Regions from separate parts of the Danio rerio genome. Here region 2 is linked to region 1. A link is a contact called in public Micro-C data. All regions are on one chromosome and are shown on one strand. The core of a region is the stretch at or near the end of the contact, and the rest is flanking DNA. Distances in the headings are between cores, read along the strand shown.

Region 1 (6,511 bases), core at 2,968-5,467:
TATTTTATATTTTATATATGTTTTATGCAAACTTAGAATTAAAACTTAGAAGAATAGTTCAGTATTTTTCATAATTATATGAATATTTGATTTATTATAAAAAAAATACTGTCACTTTTTTATCAATTTGATGCATTAAAAAGGATCAATGTCATGAAATGCTTTAAAGGGTTTTTTGTTTTTGTTAATTATATGTCATCTTTTGTAGCAAATTCTTGTTTAGTTTGATTAATATGACACAATTGTTTTAGATTTATTTATAAATAGTTTTCTTTAAATTGTGATACTTTTTCACAATTCTTTCAAGAATTCTACAGTATTTAAGACAAACTATTTTATATTTATGCAAACTGTGATACTTCTTTCACTATTTTTTCAAGGACAATACAGAATAATTATGAATAATTTGAATATTTTATGTAATTATAAACATCTTTACTGTCATTATTATCAGTTTAATGCATTACAAAAATGATGTAGCATCAAACCTTATAAAAGATTTTCTTTTAAGTTTTATGAATAACACGTTCAGTTAAAATTAATAATCACAATTATTTCAAGAATAATACAGTCAATTTAATGCATTACAACTTATTAATGACATCAAACGATATAAAGATCTATTTTTAGATGTTTGTTTTAATTAAATGTCATTTTTCATAGCATTTTTTAAAAAATGCATTCATTTGGATTAGTGGTCACCAATCTCGGCCCTGGAGGGCCTGTGTCCCTGCAGGGTTTAGCTTCAACTTGCCTCAACACACCTGCCTGGATGTTTCAAGTACCAAGTAAGACCTTGATTATCTTGTTCAGGTGTGTTTGATTAGGGTTGCAGCTAAAATCTGCAGGGCACCGGCCCTCCTGGAACAAGTTTGGTGACCCCTGATTTAGAACAATAAGACAATTATTTAATATTTTTTTAGAAATATTTTTCTGCAAGCTGCGATTACTTTTCTCACGATTATTTCAAGAATAGTACAGCATTTAAAAAAAAAATTATTTGAATAGTTTATATAAAAATACAAATTTTTACAGTCATTTTTAATCAGTTTAGTGCATTTAACAACTATTAATGACCTCAAACAGTACATCATCTTATGTAATCCATAATCACAATAATAGCATTAAAAACTCTTGCATCATTACACTAGATTAGGTTAAACGTTTTATAAAAGTTTATTTCACTGGAGATGCAAAGCTATTTGCATCCTAATTGAATACCCTGTTAAGCACACTTGACAGAACATTACAGGCTTATAGGAATGCTTTACTTTTGCATGTTTTGTGACTAGCAGTGCATAATTGACACACCTCTGCTTTAACAATCACGCTTGGTTGATGTGACAAATGGATTTATTTATAACAGCTACCAATGCGAAGAGGAAGAGATTAATGAGCGAATGAATAAATGAATGAATGGAGGGGGATGAAGGCGCTACATTTCCGTTTTCAAGTCATTAGCGATGCATTAACCCCCATAATCTGAGCTAAATGTAGAAAAAAATCAATGTCATCCGATGAGGGCAAATCTGAGCGAACAGGGGGCTTGAATGTGTTTACCATAGCCCAGGTAAGCCCTGTCACTGCGCTCTCATCAGCTAAATGGGGAAGGGTTGCCTGCTGGTCTCTGCGGAGAACGTGCGGGATACGGATAGATCCCTGCCAAATTGATCACAGATAATTTCACTAAGCAGAAGATGCGTCAGTCAGGGCCCGCTGCTCCCTGGAGACTCGCGCTCAAGGACAGACGCTGAGAAGTGTTGTGCTGACATAAGCATATTTATAGAGGCATTTAGCATAGATGAGCGCCATACAACAGTTGGCAGGAGCTCCAGGGCAGATTGCACCTGAGCGTGTGGTAAATTGGGTTTTATTTGGCACTGCAGAATGACAAACGCGACCGTGTTTATTGTTAGATGGGGTCGGCGTCTTTGTTATAGGGTTTAAAAATCTGACATTGCGATATTTTGTTTTTCTGCTATATATATTGCAATGTGAATACTATTTCACTTGAATTAAATCGCTTTACTTGGAAAGAATTCAATCATTTAGATTGATTAGGGTGTTAGAAATATAGGGTGTCTCAGAAATATAGGTTGCAGTCACCAGGGCAGTTAATGGTACATCAAATCTACATATTAGTACTCAAATGTATCTAAAATGTAAATTGGAGGTACCATTATAGACCCTTTAGGTACAAGTGTGTTACTTTTGAAAAGGTTATGCCCCAGTGACAGCTCCAATACCTTCATTTCTGAGAGTAATACATCTAAATACATCATAATAGATTACAAGCATATATAAATTCAACAGACAAAGGCAAATGTTAAACAAACAGTGCATTATGATCTTCTTGTAAGTCTTGACAGTTTTCAGGGACAGAAACTATAAAAAGCTTATGTAAAATTGCATGTTCTTTAAATCATACAAACAAATTGATCAAATTGAATTATTATTTTATTATTTTTTTTACAAATTTTAAAAACACTTTTATTCCTGCCAAACTAAAGGAATAAGACTTTCCCATGAAGAAAGAAACAATATGGTTTCCTTTCTAACATACAATAAAATATTTATATATATATAGACATTCATTGTTAAAAACACGTATGATGGATACGGTATGTTGATACCGTTTTATGTTAGTTCCATGTTTTCTTTAAGGATGAAAGTACATGAAGAGTTCAGATGCAAAACCCTCTAAATCCATTAGACCTCTTTTCTTGAAAATGAGCATTTTCTATCAGGCTCCTATAATTAGGTATAGAAGTTTTATTTAATAGATAATGATAGGGTTATTAGCTAGTAAATAAAATTTAGTTTTAAAGTGTTTTTTTAAATGTCACTTTAGACTATTCTTTGGTGTTAAAAAAAGGTAAATTTTCTCTTGCGTCAAAACAAGCTAAATCCACTCGTGCTTTTTTTTTGCAAAAACCTCTAAATCCAGCTATTGGGACAAAAATGTGTAATTAGTTGAAAATCACTAAAGATGCAATTAGAAATAATTTTACCAAACATAAAACGCATTACACAAGCCACCTAAAATTAATAATATACAAATCTGTCAAGTAGGTGGTGGTTCATTCCGCTGTGATAAACCAGGGAAAAAGCAGAAGGAAAATGAATTAATGAAATCTGTCAAGTAAGTGCATTAATCAATAACATTAAAATGGACATTAATTAAATCTGAACAATCTGTTGTCATTTCTGATATTTGGGATTTAGATTTAATGTAAGTAGAGCAATGTAAACATTACAAACTAAGCTTGGTAGATTCAAATAATGTACAAACATTGTCAAACATCAATATCTGTGCATTGTCCATTAATAAAAACAGCTTATCAGACATATGTGAATTATGAAGTAATATAAATAATGTATAGTTTTATATAGTATATTTTTCTTTTAAAAAATAGATTAAATTAGCAAAGAAAACAAGGTAGGCCTACTGGTCAAAAAGGGAATGCCTCTCAGGGAATTATAGAAGCTGTCATTCATTCATTCATTCATTCATTCTCACCATACTTAAGGTCTTAGTCTCGTTTATCCTTATAGCATCCCCGTTGGATAAAAGAACGGCATCTTAACTTCATCTTTCGTGAAATAGAGTTGCAGTTCATTGCATAGTAAATCGGACTCATTCAAAGTAGGGTCAATGCGCAAAAAAAAGGTTATAAATGCATGTTACACTTCCGGCTGCACATTGTGTTTTCTTTTTCTTATAATGGACAGAGTTTTCAGGGTAAGGGAAATTTTCATTTGCCATTCACTGACAGTCGGACAGGCTCATCCAGTTCACACTCCGTCTTTTAAAATCGACATCAAAAGGGGAATAAAGCATTCATCATTAAAGCCGGCGAATCTACACGCTGCTACATTAAACGCATATGATTTGATTCGCTCCTTCTGATTGGTTCTCGATATATATCGGCTTTTGCTGTCAAAGGCAAGTAGCGTTTATCAGTTTTTGCCAACAAACTGTTATTTCTTAATGAGCTGACGCTGGGATTTGGATAATTTGAAGAAAATCTATTTGTTGATGGTATACTAAGTGCCTAAAGCATACACTCAATGTCATTATCTTTTTTGGCGGAAGTGACGTTTAGCGGCTTTTGCATCTGAACTCTTCATATGTCTCCCCCAGAACACAGAGTTTACTCTTCCTTGCTTCTCAACATGTTAGCGTCAAGTTAAACTAAGAAGTGGAAAACACTTGAAGTGTTTATTATCACCTCACGACATGCACTTATCTCTCACTCCGCCTCTGGTCTGCTGCTGCCTACCGTGATCAATAAAGCTGCTGCTGTTTTTTTTTTTTTTAAAGATGACCCAGTAAAAGCATGGTGGCTCATTCCAACCTGCTATACTAGATTATTAGTCTTTCCTTGACATTTTATGAAAAGGTTAGGTCACTTAAAGGGGGCTACGTGGCCTCGCCGGGTTCTGTCGTTAAGCAGAATGTCCTTTGTAAACCATGATATTTGGGCAAGTGTGAGGAAGCAGCTGTCCTCTAAATTTAAAAGCAGTTGCATTTTTTTATGATTGTTTTTAGCTCAGTTTCTTCTTCCTGACAGCTCTGTGTTTGGATACAGAAGCTTTTTTTAAGGATCCTGCAATTTAGGCAGTCAAGATGAAATGTAATGAATGACAAACACTGCCTGTGTTTAGAGAGGGTGTTGATGCAGAAACATTGCTGTCACAGCTTGACTTTATATAGCTTTTTCATTAGCATACACAATAGAGAAACCAACATTAGCTGATGTGATGTTTGATGTTGTAGACCTGAGTCTGGGTGAATATAAATAAAAGTAACTATGTACAGTTGAAGACAAAACTAAATGCTGATTTTTCACCTTTTTGAGTGTGACATATTTGCGACCCTGCCTACTACAGCGTGGGGGAATCGGAAGGTTCGAAAGCAGTATATCTACCTACCTATCTATCTGTCTGTTTGTCCGTCCGTCCGTCCGTCTGTCCGCCCGTCTATCCATCCATCTTTCTATCATTCTGTCTGTCTGTCTGTCCGTCCTTCCATCTATCTATCTATCTATCTATCTATCTATCTATCTATCTATCTATCTATCTATCTATCTATCTATCTATCTATCTATCTATATCTATCCTTCCATCCATCCATCCATCCATCCATCCGTCTAATTTTGTATTATCTATCCTTCTGTCTATTGTTCTCTAATGGTCTTCTTATTGAGCTATCCTTCTATCCATCCATCCATCCGTCTGTCTGTCTGTCTGTCTGTCTATCCATCCATCCATCCATCCATCCATCCATCCATCATTCTGTCTAGTTTTGTTTTATCTATCCTTCTGTCTATTGTTCTCTATTGGTCTTCTTATTGAGCTATCCTTCTATCCATTCATCCATCCATTGTTCTATCATTATGTCTGTCTGTCTGTCTTTATCTATCTATCTGTTCCATCTATCCATCCATCCATCCATCAATCCATCCATCGTTCTATCATTCCATCTTTCCATTATCGTTCTATCTATTGTTCTATATATTTATGTTTTTGTTCTATCATTCCATCCGTCCCTCCATCCATCCATCGTTCTATCATTCTGTCTGTCTATCTATCCATCTATCCATTTATCCATCCATTTATCCATGCATTCATCGTTCTATTGTTCTATCTATTATTCCATCTTTCCATCCATCTATCATTCTAAAAAATTCTAGTCAACATCCATTTATCCATGCATTCATCGTTCTATTGTTCTATCTATTATTCCATCTTTCCATCCATCTATCATTCTAAAAAATTCTAGTCAAAATACACACAAAAAATATTATTATTTAAAAACATTATTATATTATTTTATTAAGGTAAATTATTATGGACCTCTCTGGTTTTCTCAGGAGCAGAAGTCGTCATAGTTGGGTAAACTTGAATGGGAGAGTACAAGTAATATATTTTTTACAATCCTATTTGCTGAAATAATAACAGAAAAACTTGATGATGGTGTAATCAATACTTTCAGAAAAAAAAATTTGTGCGAGACTGATGACAACAGCCAGAGGAGAGAATAACACCAAATTTACTGTCCTGCACATTGACACTGCATTACAAATTCATCAAATAAGCAGTAATTAGTTTTTTGATGCTAAGATGATATAATACATACATAAATACAGATAAATGTTCATATGTTTTTCAAAAATCTAAATATTAAAAAATTTCAAGGATTGAAGATGTTGATGACCGTTAAACGTGTCATAACAGTCTTGTGAGAAGGCTCCATAATTATTATTTTTGATCTCGAGAACCATTGTCTTGCAAATTCCTGGAGGGACCTTATTGGTCACTTGTGTTTTACCGTTCTATGAACTCAGTGGTATTTCTGACGAAAGAGATCATCTCAAAGCGGTGTTAGTCTCACAAACCCACTGATGGTACCATCAGTCCAGTGCCAGTGTACACTTAGTCATGGCATAACACTGAGTCACTGTGTCTGTGTTTGTGGCGAAACACTCGGCCGCTGCTCATCAGTTGC
Region 2 (6,511 bases), core at 2,329-4,828, 70 kb after region 1:
ATTTCAAAAAATACCAAATCAATAGGCTATATAGAACAATTGGCAAAGTAATGAAAAAAATATTACCTATACGGTTGAAGTCAGAATTATTAGCACCCTGAATTATTAGCCCCCGTCTATTTTTCCCCAATTTCTATTTAAATTAGAGATTTTTTTTTCACCACATTTCTAAACATAATAGGTTTAATAACTAATTTCTAATATTGATGACAGTAAATAATATTTGACTAGATATTTTTCAGGAAACTTCTTTACAGCTTAAAGTAACATTTAAAGGCCCAACAAGGTTAATTAGCTTAACTAGTAGGCAGATTAGGGTAATAAGGCAAGTTATTGTTTAATGGTGATTTGTTCTGTAGAATATCGAAAAAATATATAGCTTAAATGGGCTAATTATTTTGACCTTAAAATGGTTCATTAAAATTTTTAAACTGCTTTTATTCTAGCCGAAATAATTTAGCGCCACAAAATGTCCAATATATTGTGAGATGGACATTCTAGAAATATAAACTATGTATTTCATAAACTTGGATGTCTAATATAACTTTTTACTTGATCCAAAACGTATTTGTTTCAAGTAACGTTAGCAAAGATTCCGTGTTCAATTTCATGTTCTCTGCCTCATTTCTAGCCAAATAAAATCTCAAATTAATTTGAGGAATCCAACTTTTTCTAAAATACATTCTTAGTACACTTCCGTATAGCACTCGATGCTGCTTCTCAAACTGGTGCGTAATGATAAACCATACAAAACAAGCAACATTTCTTTGTGACATCTGAAGTACAATTTGACTTCCCCTGAGGCGAAACACCAAGTTGAGAGCAAAACTTTGATAGACATTTAAGACAGGTGCTGCGTTTAAAAGTGATTGATGCAACTACTATGATATTCTGTCCTAAAATGAGCACATCACTCACACAGACCTTTTCAAAAAGCCTCTGTCTTAATCTGTCTTGTCTAGCGAAAAGAGCTGGTTTGTATGTGTGGTGTATTGGCAGTCAGTGTGATCAAAACGGAGACTCTGTTTATGAAAGACTGCCATCCAGTGGGTGTCTAGCGATAGAGCGGTCATGTTTACAGTCTGTAAAATGAATATATGGTTTACATATCTATATAAATATAATAATTTCGTTTTTTTAATTTATTTTGTAAAAATACCATGATAAAGTCATGTTAACTAGGTCAACATTTATTTTAGTTATACAAAGCTTACATAATGTTATAGGGGAGAGGGGGATGAAAGTAACATTTTTAATAAAAACTTATTTTTGAAAGATAATGTTCTTAACAGAAATATAGTTTTGCTGTGGTTACTAACAAGAGTGGTCTATCAAAATCACGTGTTATCAATAAAGAACAACACCAATATCACTTCCCTTGAAACAAAAATTGCACATTGTTACTTTTGACCCCATCAGCAGGGACGAATTTAACACACAGGTGGGTCAAAGTAACACAAGTGCTAGATTCACTGGCCTAATCTTGTTTAATTTAAATATATCTGACGTAGAACTTGTTAATGTTTATTGCAAACGTATTTTGTCCTTTAATTTTGCTAAATAAATAACATTAAACGCAATTTTTATTTTAAATGTCACTTCCATCAAATGTTTCAAAAGCAATCCAACAATGGTAAAAAAAAAATGTTTTATCATTATTTGGTCAAGCTAATCATCTAAAAAATTAGTGTTTTTGGTAATCTTTAATGAAAGTCTGATCATGTGTTTCAGTTTTTGGAGTGACGGTCCTTTTGTTGACGTGAATCTGAGGGCTTTTATAGCAACTGTGTTTATCATTTTGTTAATAGCATCTCTTACTTAGTCAAGTACCTTTTTTGTGTTCTATACTTTGCCTTAGTTTGCTATGAGGGAACGATGCAACAAATAAAACCCCCGCTCCCTACGTAGCGAAATAAATCTTAAATCCTTAATACTATATTTTTAGTCAGTTTGACTTATGCAAATTGAGATGACTAAAATAGTTTGTTTAAATTAAAATAAAATAAAGCAGCAAGAATGTTTTATAGTGTAACTATTGCTATCAAATCATAAATGATCAAGCTAAAGGATAAATTTTATGATTATGTAATAGACAAGTTCTTGACAGCTCTAGAATAAGTTCTTGAAATAATGGAAATAGTAAAAAAAAATGCATTTACTTCCACAGTGTCAGGAATTCTGAGTGACAATACAGCATTACACAAGGCAAACTACAACTGGAAGTAAATGTTCCATAAAAAATGTCTATATTATCTATATTGTGTTATTTCTTTATTTCTATTTTTAAACAGGAAAATATTGAAAGGTTACTGGGCCTAACTTAACAAGAATGTTGGCTTTTAGCAGAACATAGAAACACACAGACATTAGGATTTCATCCAACAACACATGATACTAGTACAACTAATAACCAAACATACTAAATTTAGGGAACCAGGCTACTGTCTCATTGACAACAGTAATAGTTGACCATCAGATGATGAGCATGGGATTAATAATAATAATAATAATGAAATGTTATGTCACCAACAAAGGCTAAAGTCATGAGAAAACATTTCATTAAAAGTAAATACAAGACCAGAAACAAATAAACACAAGATAAATTAGATACGATTTTAAAACTGAATACATGATAACAATTGTAACACTTTTCCTGATAAAACTTTGCTGAATTTCCTTTTATAGTAAGTTAAAAGTAAAAGTGGGTCAGTCTAATAAAAGGTTTTACAGTAAGAGCAATTTTGTCGTTTTACATTTAAAATTCTTTAAACTAAACACTTTAATTCTAAAATTGCTTAATATTTGATATAAAATAAGTTAGTTATAATCATTTAAATAAAATTATTAAGTGTCCACATCAAATTAAAATTTCAGAAGTGCTTTTATATACATACGAAGCATATTAAATGGCGGAAAATGGTTTAAAAGCATGGAGAAAATGTCCCATCATCAATCAGAATGTGCCTTTGAAACAACCTCTTTTAGGTACCGGCTTTTTACCAAAGACACTAAGACCATGTACATTATGTATTCATAATAAACAAAGCGTTTGTTACAAAAGGCTTCAAAGTCTATCAGTCTTATTATACCCAATTACGCATATTTTTCACAGGAGGTCTCATGACACATTGTTTATTGCCACAGGGATAAAGCGTCCTAGTTATATTTAGTCTGGTTTGGCAAACGATTGCTACAGTCACCAGAGCCTCAGGTCCCATGTCTTTGTTTGTGTTTACTTGACGTGGCAGAAAATCTCCCACATAAGAGTAAATCACATATATGTGTCACTACACCGGGTTTCAGCTTCATTGATGAAACAGAAGAAGTGTCAGGTACTGTAGTGTTGTGTCACAAGAGTGTTGTGTCACAACAGCTTGGGGCGTTGCTGGATCTCTATACAGAACACGGCTTTGAAGTATGAACAGCAAATAGACTTAATTAATGTAAGTGCTTCGAGAAGAGAAATGTTTATCCTTGGTGGAACTTGGAACTGGTTCACAGGCTAGCCCAACACAAGACTGACCTGGTGGATTCTGATTTGTAGATATCTATGATATTCTCCACTAGCAGATTTCTCTGAAGGCCGTAGACACCATGCCGATCCAAAACCACCTCATGGCGACATGATGGGCAGCGGAAACGCCCCCCTGTGGACACAGTGGTTGAGGCCCGGTTTTGCCAAAGAGGGTTGGAGGCCTGGAGCAATGAAAGACAAAAAAAGGGGTGCCATTAAAAGCAAACAACTTGATGGAATAGCATTTCACAGACATTAAACATTTAATGCACTGAAAAAAGTGCTGAATCTACCTTGTCTTTCATTTGAAGTACGTTTTTATATTTGATTAAGTGAAAAATTATGGATTCTGATTTTAAAGCAAAAAAGTTACCTTATTTATTATAGTAACTCTAAATACACTCTATATAACAATCTAATTCATGTTTACTTAACTCGCCAGGTCATGTTTTGCCATCTGCCATTACTTGATTCAAATGTGAAGAAAGTCTGTGGCCAAAGTAAATTTTATTTAGACAAGAGAAGCATTCCCATATTATATAAGAAAGCATCAGGGCGTTATGGTGGCACAGTGGGTTGCACGATCACCTCACAGCAAGAAGGTCGCTGGTTCAAGCCCCGGCTGGATCAGTTGGCATTTCTGTGTGGAGTTTGTATGTCCCCCTCAAGTCCAAAGACATGCTCTATAGGTGAATTGGGTAGGCTAAATTGTTTGTAGTGTACTATGTGTGTGAATGGGAGTGTATGGGTGTTTCCCAGTGATGGGTTGCTGCTGGAAGGGCATCCGCTGTGTAAAACATATGCTGGGTAAGTTGGTGGTTCATTCCGCTGTGGTGACCCCAAATTAATAATAAAGGGACTAAGCCGAGATGTAAATGAATGAATGAATGAATGAGAAAGCATTCGCGATGGCAACATATCTTTTTTAAAACATGTTTGTAATACTGCCAGGTCGAGGCTTTAACAACAGTAACGTTAGTCTATTAGTTACTCTGACAAAGATATCTTCAGGTACTGCTTATGTGCCCTCAATAAATACATTTAGCTGAAACAAATTACAGTAATTTTTTAAAGTTACTTTGACCATACAGAAATCTTTTAAATTCATGTTTTTAATAGGAAGCTATATAATATTATATTTGTGCATATACATTAGATTAGTCAGTACTGAAGCCAAATCTGGAGCTTGTCTGACAAAATAACATATATGATAACGATCCAAAAACTAGTACACCCAAATTTTTATTATAGAAAAATATTAAATACAAAATTTTTAAAAAGGAAAAAAACAAGAGAAGCAAAATGATTAAATAAATAAGTAAAAAAAATTGTTGAAACTTTGTAGGTTGTATTTTTATTTATTTATTTATTTTTGTATATTTTGCTTGATTTTTTATTGTATTATCTTTCGATTTCTAAATATGTGTGGTGACTAAAATATTATTTTAATAATTATATCTGTTTTTCATGCACCGAAATACATTGCCTATATCCACTGAGAAATTAATAAAATATTCATTTCAATCTCATTCATACATTTCAGTTTGATTTGCTCATCCACCAATGAGGGGTAGGGACAGGAGTGGAGTTTGAAGGCACATCTCCTTTAAAAAAAAAAAAAAATCTACATTTACATATCAGTGAATGAGTATGAATAGTTACTTTTCTGACAATATACATAGTTATGTTTACTCGTGATATCGGGCTGAATATTTGAGGAGGATTTACTGAAAATGTCTGTGTGAAATGTGCTAATGATTAAGAGTCTAAACATATAGAGGCAAACTAATTTACATGACTCCTGATAATACCAAGGTCTTATGAATATTTTTACCTTTAATCCACATCTGTAAATGGCCTACAGCGTATTTACAACAGTCTGGAGTATATATAATGATGAATTGTCTAGGACTGCTTTTAATTAACATGTTTTCAATAATCTGTTTTGATCTTTTACTGTTGTTCCCTTTAATAAATGAGGTTTGTAGGCAAAGCACTTTAAAAAAGTAACTTTTAAAGGAGCTTTGTAAATTAAATGTGTTATTATTATTGTATTATTCATTAATTTTCCTTCAGCTGAGTTCCTTATTTATCCGGGGTAACCACAACAGAATGAACCGCCAACTATTCTAGCATATGTTTTACGCTGTGAATGCACTTCCAGCCAGAATCAATCTATTTGCCCAAAAAAATGTGTAATGTTCCCATCAGATATCTTTTATAACTGTTAAAAGTATAATTAGAAGCACTCAGTCATGTTGAAGTCTGACCTAATGGCACTCACTTCGCAGAGAGAGAAGAAACAACACTAATAATGACTGCTAAAGGATGAACTTGTCTTGATGATGAGATGAATAAACTAATGCCAAAAGGAGCAAAGTAAAAGAGATTGGCACAAAAAAGAAAGCCTAAATGGATCATTAATCTCTGTATGACAGATGCTATGGTACTTTGAGTTCTGGTTTCATATTAGGCCTCAGCTAAGGGAATACTGTACAACATCATTAACAATATAACTTAAAACATTTTAATATCTGATCAATTAGTTAAGGGATGGACAAACTCGATCTTGGAGGGCTGGTGTCCCTGCAGAGTTTTGCTCCAACACTAACTGAACACACTTGAACATGCCAAAGTGTAAAAAAAAATGCTAGGTTTCACACAATTCGGTACCGTATAGAGCACCAACCCAGACAACATATCACTTTAAAGTATAAAAAAGGTTCATAAACGGCACATTTTTAAACTTTTCAAGGTTATATGTTATTGGAAGAAAGATCAAGGTCCGATAATGTAATTCAAAAGCATAAATAAACTTTTGTAATTAATTTTGTCAGGAATACAACACATCTCTTCACTGATTTATATGATTTTTTTTTTCAAGAAAGATCTCTGCCCTTTTTATTAATGTTTGTGTGTGTTATTTATATTTTATGTATATTTATTTAGTTGCAATTCTTGTAGGTGCTTATGTTGTTGTGTGCGTTTTTTAATCTC

What was found. A called contact is a pair of places that touch in the nucleus more often than the background predicts.
Region 2: a Micro-C map of caudal fin shows a contact between it and region 1, with 2.8 times the contacts expected there. The contact joins two enhancer-like sites. A contact is called at or near these places in 5 of 18 Hi-C or Micro-C datasets (caudal fin, embryo, hematopoietic stem cells and 1 more).

What each region holds. Positions count from the first base shown.
Region 1 is chr20:41,960,309-41,966,819 of GRCz12tu, forward strand. The region is part of intron 2 of mpv17 (mitochondrial inner membrane protein MPV17); the gene reads left to right. Among named protein-coding and RNA genes, the nearest start is that of mpv17, 12 kb to the left of the region's middle. Within about 2 kb of position 4,218, at least 4 of the 62 cell types and tissues checked have an H3K27ac peak or open chromatin away from gene starts, as enhancers often do.
Region 2 is chr20:42,030,798-42,037,308 of GRCz12tu, forward strand. It overlaps trim54 (tripartite motif containing 54), which reads right to left. Exons shown (of 9, transcript NM_001045025.2): 2 at 3,524-3,696. Among named protein-coding and RNA genes, the nearest start is that of trim54, 4.9 kb to the right of the region's middle. Within about 2 kb of position 3,579, at least 7 of the 62 cell types and tissues checked have an H3K27ac peak or open chromatin away from gene starts, as enhancers often do.